Regions from separate parts of the Mus musculus genome. Here regions 1 and 2 are each linked to region 3. Evidence: chromatin contacts called from public Hi-C and promoter capture Hi-C data. All regions are on one chromosome and are shown on one strand. The core of a region is the stretch at or near the end of the contact, and the rest is flanking DNA. Distances in the headings are between cores, read along the strand shown.

The links. Hi-C and Micro-C count contacts between places; a contact is called where the count stands out from the background. Capture Hi-C pulls out chosen DNA fragments and counts their contacts.
Region 1: a contact with region 3 is called in a Hi-C map of B cells, with 5 read pairs. The contact joins the promoter of Sdhb here to the promoter of Ubr4 in region 3.
Region 2: a contact with region 3 is called in a promoter capture Hi-C map of liver, with 2.7 times the contacts expected there. The contact joins the promoter of Hp1bp3 here to the promoter of Ubr4 in region 3. A contact is called at or near these places in 1 of 39 promoter capture datasets (erythroid cells), 3 of 115 datasets of contacts at active chromatin or transcription factors (astrocytes, embryonic stem cells and pancreatic cancer cells) and 2 of 9 other capture datasets (adipose tissue and liver).

Annotation. Positions count from the first base shown.
Region 1 is chr4:140,960,012-140,963,178 of GRCm38.p6, reverse strand. Sdhb (succinate dehydrogenase complex, subunit B, iron sulfur (Ip)) reads right to left here and starts at 1,908. Exons shown (of 8, transcript NM_023374.4): 1 at 1,703-1,908. The coding sequence starts at 1,774.
Region 2 is chr4:138,215,147-138,218,250 of GRCm38.p6, reverse strand. Hp1bp3 (heterochromatin protein 1, binding protein 3) reads right to left here and starts at 1,639. Exons shown (of 13, transcript NM_010470.3): 1 at 1,511-1,639.
Region 3 is chr4:139,379,161-139,382,112 of GRCm38.p6, reverse strand. Ubr4 (ubiquitin protein ligase E3 component n-recognin 4) reads right to left here and starts at 1,454. Exons shown (of 106, transcript NM_001160319.1): 1 at 1,251-1,454. The coding sequence starts at 1,426.

The DNA of each region.
Region 1 (3,167 bases), core at 659-3,158, 1.6 Mb before region 3:
CTGGACAACCTATCATGTGGCTCCTCCCCCAAACCGACACACCCCCTTTGTTAGCCACTGATTGCTGCAGCTCTTCAACTAGGGGTGGGGCCTTGTGAAATTTCTCCCATTCCCCTTGGCACGGACTGGTGTTGTGATTATTCATCCCATGTTCTCAGCCCTAAACTCGTCATGCATAAGGAACACTAAATGCACTTAAGAGATTGTGTATGTATATATTTAGCAATGATAATTAAAGAAGTCATGAGTGTGAAAGGGAGGGGAGGCATGGGAGGAGAGAGGGGGTGGAAATTATTTAAATACAGTACTCATGCATAACATTCTCAACAACAAAAACAGAATCATTAACTGAATATCTGGGACACCAGCCTGAGGCTCTGGTAAGGCACTGTCTGTTTTTGTTGAGACAGGGTCCCAAGTAGCCCAGGTTGGCCTTGGATTCCGTGTGGGGCTGAGGATGTCCTTAAACTCCTGATCTTGCTGCATCAGCCTTTGGAGTGCTGGTGTGATAGGTGTGCATGCAAAGGGATGCACAAGTCGGGTGGTGGTGGTGGCTCACACCTTTAATCCCAGCACCCAGAAGGCTGAAGCCGGAGAATCTCTGAGTTCCAGGCCAGCCAGGGTTGCATAAAGACACTGTCCGAAAAGTCAAAACCTAACCAAAACAACACTAAAATTATCACAGGGTGGAGATTCATCTTAGCACTTTGGAAGGAGCAGAGTTCAGTTCCCTGCACGCATATGGCGGCTGATAACCACCTGTGACTCCAGTTCAGGAAATACAGCTCTCTTTTCTCCACGGGCACATGGTGCATATACATGAAAGCACACACTCATACACACACACACAAATCTAAAAAAAAAAAAAAAAAAAACCAACAAAACCCCCCAAAACAAAATGGGAGTTCCTGTTGTCCGCCTGTGAAGGACTATCCAGAAGCCCAGAGGAGGACTGAATGGTATCTGTAAAGTAAGGAGAGGCAGTTTTTCTCGCCTTTCTAAATGCTTCTACTGTGCAGCTCCCGAGGATACAGGGCGTGTGGGGAGACCTATGACAGAGCTACTACAGAATTATTAACAAAAGCAGCTCCAGGCTCTGCCTGTCATCCCATGCCAGCGGTATGAGATCAGTGCCGCTACACACCCCTGAATAAGCACGCTTCAGGGAACCGGGTCTTGCCTGCAGACTTCCACAGTACGGATCTTTCAAGGGGTCGGGGTCGCTTTCTTTCATGTCTCCCTTCCTCTGCGGGTCAAGTGCATTGCCTTGCAGAGTCCACCGCCCTCCGACCTGACCGATCCAGACCAGCCTAACCTGGAGGTGCGACCTGGCCTCCCGGGTCCCACCCCAGACACCCCGCAGGCCTCCCTTTCACACAAGCCTGGCGGAGTACAACTAGCAGGATTTGATTCTGGGTCCCGACCACAGGTCGCTCATCCTATGACCTTGACCTCTCCCTGTCCTCCTCCCAGACCTCTGTCTTTCTGTTCTCTCTTCCAACCTCCTCCCGGCCGCGCCTCTCTCTCCGGTGATGGAGAAGCGCGGAATGGCTGTCTGAAAGGATGCTCAAGAGCAGGATGCCGGGTTAAGTCCTCCCCCGAGGCCTGGACCCGGGCTCCTTCCGCCTCTCCGCGGCCTCTCTACCCAGGCAGCCTCGGTGACGGGCACGGCTCCCCACTGAACCACGGCTCCCGGGCTCACCTGCAGGCCGACTCTGCCGAGAACGGCAGCCGGGAAGCCGCGCTTCAAGGAGACCCCGACCGTCGCCGCCATTTTGGCTCCTGACGTCAGCCCCACCCCTTCCCCTCCGGCATCCCGTCGAACACCGCGGTGGGAAGCCGGCCTCTCACCCTGAGGACCGCTAGCCGCCTAAGCGCCAACGAGTGGAAGGCCGCTTCCGGTTTCTCCGAGCCAATGTACAGGAAGTGCGTGTGTGCAGCAGCGGCCCGTAGGGCGCATGCCCACTGGGCTTCCTATGTTCCTAAGGTGACCTCTGGAGTCTGAGGGGCGGGAGAGGGAAGGGTAGCGTGGAGGGGCGGGGCAGAGGCCAGGAGGGCGGGGCTTTCCTATTCTGCTGGTGGCTGTGATTTTTAACCCTTCTCTACTTGCAGTGGTGTCTGTCAATCACCTGTGACTCTTGTCTGGTCAGCTTTGTGCTAAATCTAGAGAACCTGTCAGTCCCTACCTGATTGGGACACTTGTTAAGTGACTGAAGTGATCAAAAGATGAACGTCACGTCGGTACAGAAGTTGCATGCCCGGCATATGGAGACAGTAGGAGAACCAAGCTCACCCTCCGCTACTTAATGAGGTCGAGTCCATCTGGGATACTTGAGACCCTGCCTCAAAACACACAAAACCAAAACCAAAGCAGCCAGAAAGGGTACCTAGTATGTGGCTGGTGCCAGCCTCTGGAATGCTGTGGTAAGTGAGCGAGCTGCTCACCTAATTCCTCTCTAACCCCAAGGAAGATGACAATAGGAAAGATGGGTGATGTAGCTTATAGGCTGTCCACCAAGGACCCACAGGCTGTCCACTGTCCCCAACTTCAGATCTTCCTACAGGTAAAGAACTGCAGAGAGCTGGGATTACAGCTGTGTGCCACCATGCCTGTGTGTGCTGAACAAGCCTTCTACTAACCGACCTGTGTCCTCAGATTTCGTCAGTTTCCTTAGTCACCTGAGCTGCTTTTTTTTTCTGGCACTTCTAGACAGGGTTTCTCTGTGTAGCCCTGACTGTCCTGGAACTCACTTTGTAGACCAGACTGGACTTGAACTCAGAAATCCGCCTGCCTTTGCCTTCCAAGTGCTGGGATTAAAGGCATGCGCCACCACTGTCCAGCCTTTCTGACACCTTTTATGGGTTCTCTCAGAGCCCCCCACCCTCTGACTGGGGATTTGACCACCTTGGGCAGGCGTGATCTTGGTATCCCAAGTCACTTGGTCTCTTGGGGCACCCAGTGACTTTGCTGGTCCTTGTTACCAGAGGAAGGATTTGATTTCTTTCCGCTCACCTTTGGCAGAGGAGGGCACTGTTTATAGTCTTGGGTTTCCTCACGCTGGCTCTTTTAGAAGACACTGGAGAAATTACCATGACAGGAGGAATGGCTAGATGGGGCCAAGTTTCTGGGAACTCACCCTGAATCTGGCTTCTCTGCCAGGTAGCCT
Region 2 (3,104 bases), core at 390-2,889, 1.2 Mb after region 3:
CAGGCCTCAGTAACTTCCTAGTCAGCGTCCAGGGGTCCACCTCCTAAGTAAGTATGAAAGCTAGGGCTAAGAACCTCAATCTTAACCCTACTACATGTGTACTCTCCGGTGTCAGTTCACAGTAGCACCCCCTGCACTCACACACAGGAGGCTGAGGCAGGAGGAGCACAGAGTCCCAAGGAAGCATTAGGGAGACCACCTCAAAAACAAAATTTGAGAGCAGCTTTGAACAAATCACTCTGAAACTGAAAGCTCGTGGCAGCCTTATATGGCCTATGCTGAAGATAAAATTGAAGATAAAATAAAAATTAAAAACTTCAAACGATTTCCTAATAGCTTCTAGGCCCTTCTGGCTAAGATCAAATGCAGAATGACTCTCTAGACACATTTCACGTCTAAGATGCTTGCGTATGAGGTCCAGGTCTAATAAGACTCGTTCTCCAAAGCAACGGGCAGTCGGAGAAGGGCAGTAAAGCAGCCTGGGGGAGAAGTCATGAGCACTTCTGGCTGTGAAGGAGGGTTTAGCTCAAGGGCGTTAAGGAAAACTGCCTGCTTAAGTCTGGATCGACTCGGGCCTAGGCTTAAGACGGCTGCCACTGACAATCCTGCGCCGGCCTGGGGAGCGCGGCGGAGGCCGGGGGAGGTGTAGGCTCGCGGGGGACACAGAAGCGCAAGGCCGTCGGGGTAGCGGCGGCGGCGACAGCAGCGAAGCGACAGCGCCCAGAGGCTGAGCATCGCCCGGAGGAGCAGCGAAGACAAAGGCGGGAGCGAGCGGCTGCGCGACAGAGAGCCGTGGCGGTGACAGCGCAGGGCTAGCGGGAGTGGGGAGTAAGATGGGCGCGGGACTGCTGAGGGCGGCGGCGGAGGTACCGCGCAGAGACCACGCCGCGCTCCTGGCTGCGGGGACCCGGCGGCGACCAGCGGCGACCGGCGTGGCCTCAGCTCTGCACACTCACCACTGGGGACTCCGTAATGGCGGCCACGGCGGCGGCGGGGGCGGAGAAGCCGGGAGGGCGGGCCCGCCGCAGCCACTCACTAGTGCCGGCATCTTTCGAACCGGGCTTGAAGACAAGTTGACAGTAGGCCGAGGGGAGGAGGGCGCGGCGGAAGTCGGGCCACAGGCCTCGGAGCATGCGCAAGCCCGCAGCCAATAGGGCTCCGCGGCGCACGCCGGAGCATGCGCACTGAGACAAGCACGGAGGGGGGGTGGGCCCGACCCGAGAAGAGCTGCCCCTCCTCCCCAAGTCCAAACAAAACAAGGGCGGGAGCGCGCGCCGCGGGGCCCGAGTGGCCCGCGCGCCAGGGGCAGGGGCCGGGTGGCGGGCGCGACGCGAGAGGGCGCAGCGGCCGCGGCGGACGGACAAAAGCCGCCGGCCTTCGGTGCCCGCGTCCCGCCTCTTGCGCCCGGGCAGCGGCGTCAGCGCCCAGGCCGGTGGCCCTCCGCTACTCACTCGCGCACGGAGCTCGCGCCCACTCCCTGCGCGCCGGGTCCGGGTCCATCCCGCGTTACCTCTGAGCTCCGGCGCCCGCGTTCCCGTACGGCCTCTCGGCGTTGCCGCGGACCACCGATCGCCGACTCGCGACACCGCTGTCCTCCAGGCCGGGCACCGAGCTCTGCCGCCCCGCCCCCCTGCCCGCGGCCTCACGCGCGCGCCCCCGCGCCGGCCCCGCCCCCGCGCGCGCCCGCCAAGTGGGTCCCCGGGCGGGCGCGCAGGGGCGCGACAGGGCGCTCGTGGGGGAGGTGGGGGGGAACGGCGGACGACGGGAGGCAGAGCGTGGCTGGGAGCGCTAGCTTCCTGGCTGCGTCCTGCGTGCTCGGCGCAGTCTCTGTCTCCGACCCCGAGTCCTTCGGGTTTGGGGTTCCAGCCTCCCTTTAGCCCTGGAAGACGGTGCTAGACAACAACAGCCACTTCCTGAGTCCACAGGGAATTGGCAGTGTAGTGAGCAAGGACTGGTCATACACGGCCTGGAAGATGCGTGAGCCGGGCTGCCCCCAGCTTCTTGATTTGCATGCACAGACAGCTTCCCCACCCCCAGCACCCAAAAGAAACCACGGAATTAGAAGGGAGTCGCCTTTTATTTGGCACTTTACGTTGAGATCTGCCTATTCATGTAATGTGCACACCACCGCCTTTGAAAATTGTAGTTCTTGGGGCTGAAGAAGTAGTTTAGTTGTTAGTATGTGTCTAGTCTGAAGAAAGCCCTGGGTGCCATCGCCAGCACCTAGAGCCCAGTGTGATGACGCAGACTCAATAGGTGGCATCAAGAGGATCGAAATTTCAAGGCCATTTTGGGTAGGTAACCAACCTGAGGCCAGCTTGGAATGCACGAGAGCCTGTGTAAAGAAGGAAAAGGAAATGAAGGATTGCAGGTGTAGTTCTTCAAAGCCACTTTGGAAAAATTCAATGTACCTCAAGTAGCCGGAGTCTTGTGGGTATCGGCCTGGTACATGCATGGCACCGCAACTGCAGGTCAATCAAAGCGCTTATTACGGAAACCAATTAGACACACTTTCAGTCCTCTCCACCTGCCAGAGTGGCTGAAACTCCAAGGGTTCTAAGAAGATTAAATAAATCACCCCACCAAAAATTCCTCCCTGGTGAGCGTCTGTACTAGTGACATCACCCATTCCCCTGAACACTGGGATCATGGGCAATCTCTTCAAAGGGATTTATGGGGAGGATCTGAGAGGATTTGGAGAGGAGGGGACCTGATCAAGTATGTCATATGAAAAAAAAATTAAATATTAAAAAGGGATTTTGGTCTTTTTGAAGAATTCTGTTTTAAAACCATCTTTTAATTTTTTATATGTGTGTGTACCTGTTTGTATGTGTTCCGGGTGTGTGCAGATGTCTAAGGATTGTCTGCACTCCTGGGAATTGAGTTAGTAGGTTGTAAGCTGTCTGATGTGGGTGCTGGGAACCAAACCGAGATCCTCTACAAGAGCAAGGGACCTCAGCCACGGAGACACCTGTCCCCATCCCACTTTTATGTATTGGCATAATTGGGAACTTGCTACATTTGGTGTGTGTCCTTGTTTGAGACAGGATCTCTCTATGTAGTTTTGCCTGTTGACATTTCATCTAGGCTATGTCCCACAGTTA
Region 3 (2,952 bases), core at 205-2,704:
TCCCAGTGCTAGTGCCAGGCAGGTCACTGCTGCCCCTAACTCCATCTCTAGGGGATCTGAAGCCTTGTTCCTGCCTCCTGGGGCATCCGAATACACAGACACACATACACGTGGATTTTTTTTAAAAAAAAGGAGGAAAAGAAGGTAAAATAAAAAGATGCTAGATAATTTGAGACTTTCTGATACTTGTTTTCATCTTCAAAACAACCTTGGGCATAATTAAGCAAGAAAATCTATTTGTTAGAACTTAAATTATCAAACCCAGACACTATTTTATTATAAATTGTTAAAGATCATTCATCCAAAACATCACAGGCAGTGACAGTTGTTGTGATAAATAATAATGCCAAACCACAGCAATTTCCAAATAACACAACTTTCCAAATAACCTTTAGACATATCCTGCTGACCAGCAAGGTAAAATGACCCGCTTAGCAATTTCAGAGAGTTACTGGGGCAAGTAAACTTGGTTTGGCTAGGAAAACGAAAGTGAGAAAACAGGCTTTAAAAGCATGAGTCTTCTATTAAACTCATTTGCTCTGAGCCCCGTAGTCAGGAAAAGGTAGACACAGAGATCACCACATTCCCATGAAGAAATACGACTCTTGCAATCTAACAATCTGTATACAAAGGTATGAACACATTAACAGCAAGCCAAGGAACAGTCCCGTAAATAAGAGTCTGTAAAGCATTTTATTGAGAAAGAGAAGGACTCCGATCTCGGATATACGCAATTACAGTGCAAAGTAAAACCGAAGTATTCAGTGGTAACTAGTGGCTTCAGTCACAGAAACAGCACGTGCCCCCAGTTATCATAGCACCAAAGAAAGACCGTTATTAAACTATGTGGTAGCTCTCCAAAGTAAACCTCCGGTTCTGGTGACAGGGAGAAATGCAAACTCATCCACGCCCTGACCTTAACGCGACTGAGGTGGATGGGGAGGGGGGGGGCCGGGGGCAGCGGGCCGGGTGACACTGGCCCAGCAGCACCGTGCATCTCAATAGCCAGTTCTCAAATGCGTCCGGCCACGCCCTCCAGCCAGAGCAACCATAAAAGTTTTGCTCCGGAGGGTAAATCAAGTCAGGGATGGTTCACGCCAGAGCTGGGTGGAAACCAGAGGCGCTCTCGTTCCCAGCGCCCGGGAGTCCCGAAGGCATGCGTGGGGTGGATTCCCTGACAGAGTGGACTCACGAACCGGCCCGTCCTCCCCTCCCCCCCCACCCCGCCCGCCGGCGCCGCCGCCCGGTACCTCTCGATGACTGAGGCCACCAGCTGCGGCAACTCCTTCATCTCGAAGGCGGAGTAGGACGCGGACAGGAGGGGCCGCACCGCCACCTCCCAGCCCGGGGTCGTGTCCTGCCCGGTCGCCGGGGCTCCGGGCGCTGGAGCTGCTGCCGCCGCCTCTTCGCCGCCGCTCGTCGCCATCTTTCGTCGTACTACTGCGGCTCCCTCCGGGGGCTTGCCACCGGCCCAGCGCCGCCTCCCGGGAGGGGGCGGAAGTGACGCAATCGTGCGCGTCAGACAGCGCGCCGCGGGTCGCCCAACAAAAACGCAAAGACCTGGACGGCCTCTGACTTCTGCGGGCTTAACCCAGGGTAGTGCGCCTGCGCACGATTGAAAATGCCAGAGGAGGGCTAGGAGCAATGCCCTCTGCGCGTGCGCCATGGCGGCGAGCAACCCTGCGCATGCTCGCGGGAAGCAGTAACTACCGCGCGTGCGCGGGCCCCGCAATAAGCGGCAATATGGTTCCCCAACCTCCTGGAAATGTAAGTTTGTGACTTGGATTCGGAAGAGATGTCTGAACGGCGCCATCCTAGGACAGACAGGGGGGAGAGGAGGCCACAACCTGCTCAGTGTTAGTCACTTCCTCTGCCCAGTGTACCGCATGAGCAGCCAGCCATTCTAGCGCTTACCACTTGGCAAACTTTCTGCGCACACCTTCGCTTAGTAATGATTTTCTTCATGAATTCCTATTTCGCAGCCACTTCTTTATATATTTAGAATTCCTTCGATAATAATCTAGAGAGAACGTTAAGCTTTTTTGAAATTTGGTCCCTATAGGCCAAATTGTCTGCGAACCTTCCTCCCTCAGACCCCAGAGGGTAAGCATTAGTAGCCATCGCAGCAGTCTTTCAGGGGCCCCTATTTGGGTTGACTGTTGATTTCAGCAATCCTTCTATCTTCACCTCCAGTGGAATTACAGGTGTGGGTGTCCACACCTGTTTATAGTTCTGTCGGGAAGGGGGAGGATGGTCTTATTTTATTCGGGCGTTTCCACTGTAGCTCAGGCTGACATGGAACACTAACACAATCCTCTTGCCTCAGCCTCTCAAAGTGCCAAGATCATCACCACGTCTGGCCATCAGCAGTAATAACAAGTCTCATATTTCTGGCTTTGGGGTGTCAAGGCACTCGGAATAAACATCTTCCTTTTCAAATACATAATTTAGTAGTGGAGGTTCTTGGGATAACATCTATGTTGTAAATTTAGACTGAGGAGCTCAAGAGATAACTTGACAGTTCCATTCTCACCACCCAGGTCTAGCTGTTATGGTTGTAACTCCAGTTCCAGGAGATCTGCTGTCTTCTTCTGGACTCTATAGAAACCTCCATTCCCAGGTGCACACACCCTCCACACATATACACACATGTATGGTGTGTGTGTATATATATATATATATATATATATATATGCGCGCACATAAATCTATTTAAAGTGTTTGGTATGCCATCACTGGGGAGGCAGAGAATTACCACAAACTCAAGACCAGTCTGGTCTACGTAGCAAATTAAAGCCTGTCAGGAATATACAACAAGACTCTGCCTCAAAAAAATAACATACATAAATTTAGATAACACTGAAAAGCAGTGTTAGATGAAGCACAAGTTTCAACACTATTCCAATCTAAAAGGTAAGATAGTACTTTCCAGAATAGTAATATTTTATGAAC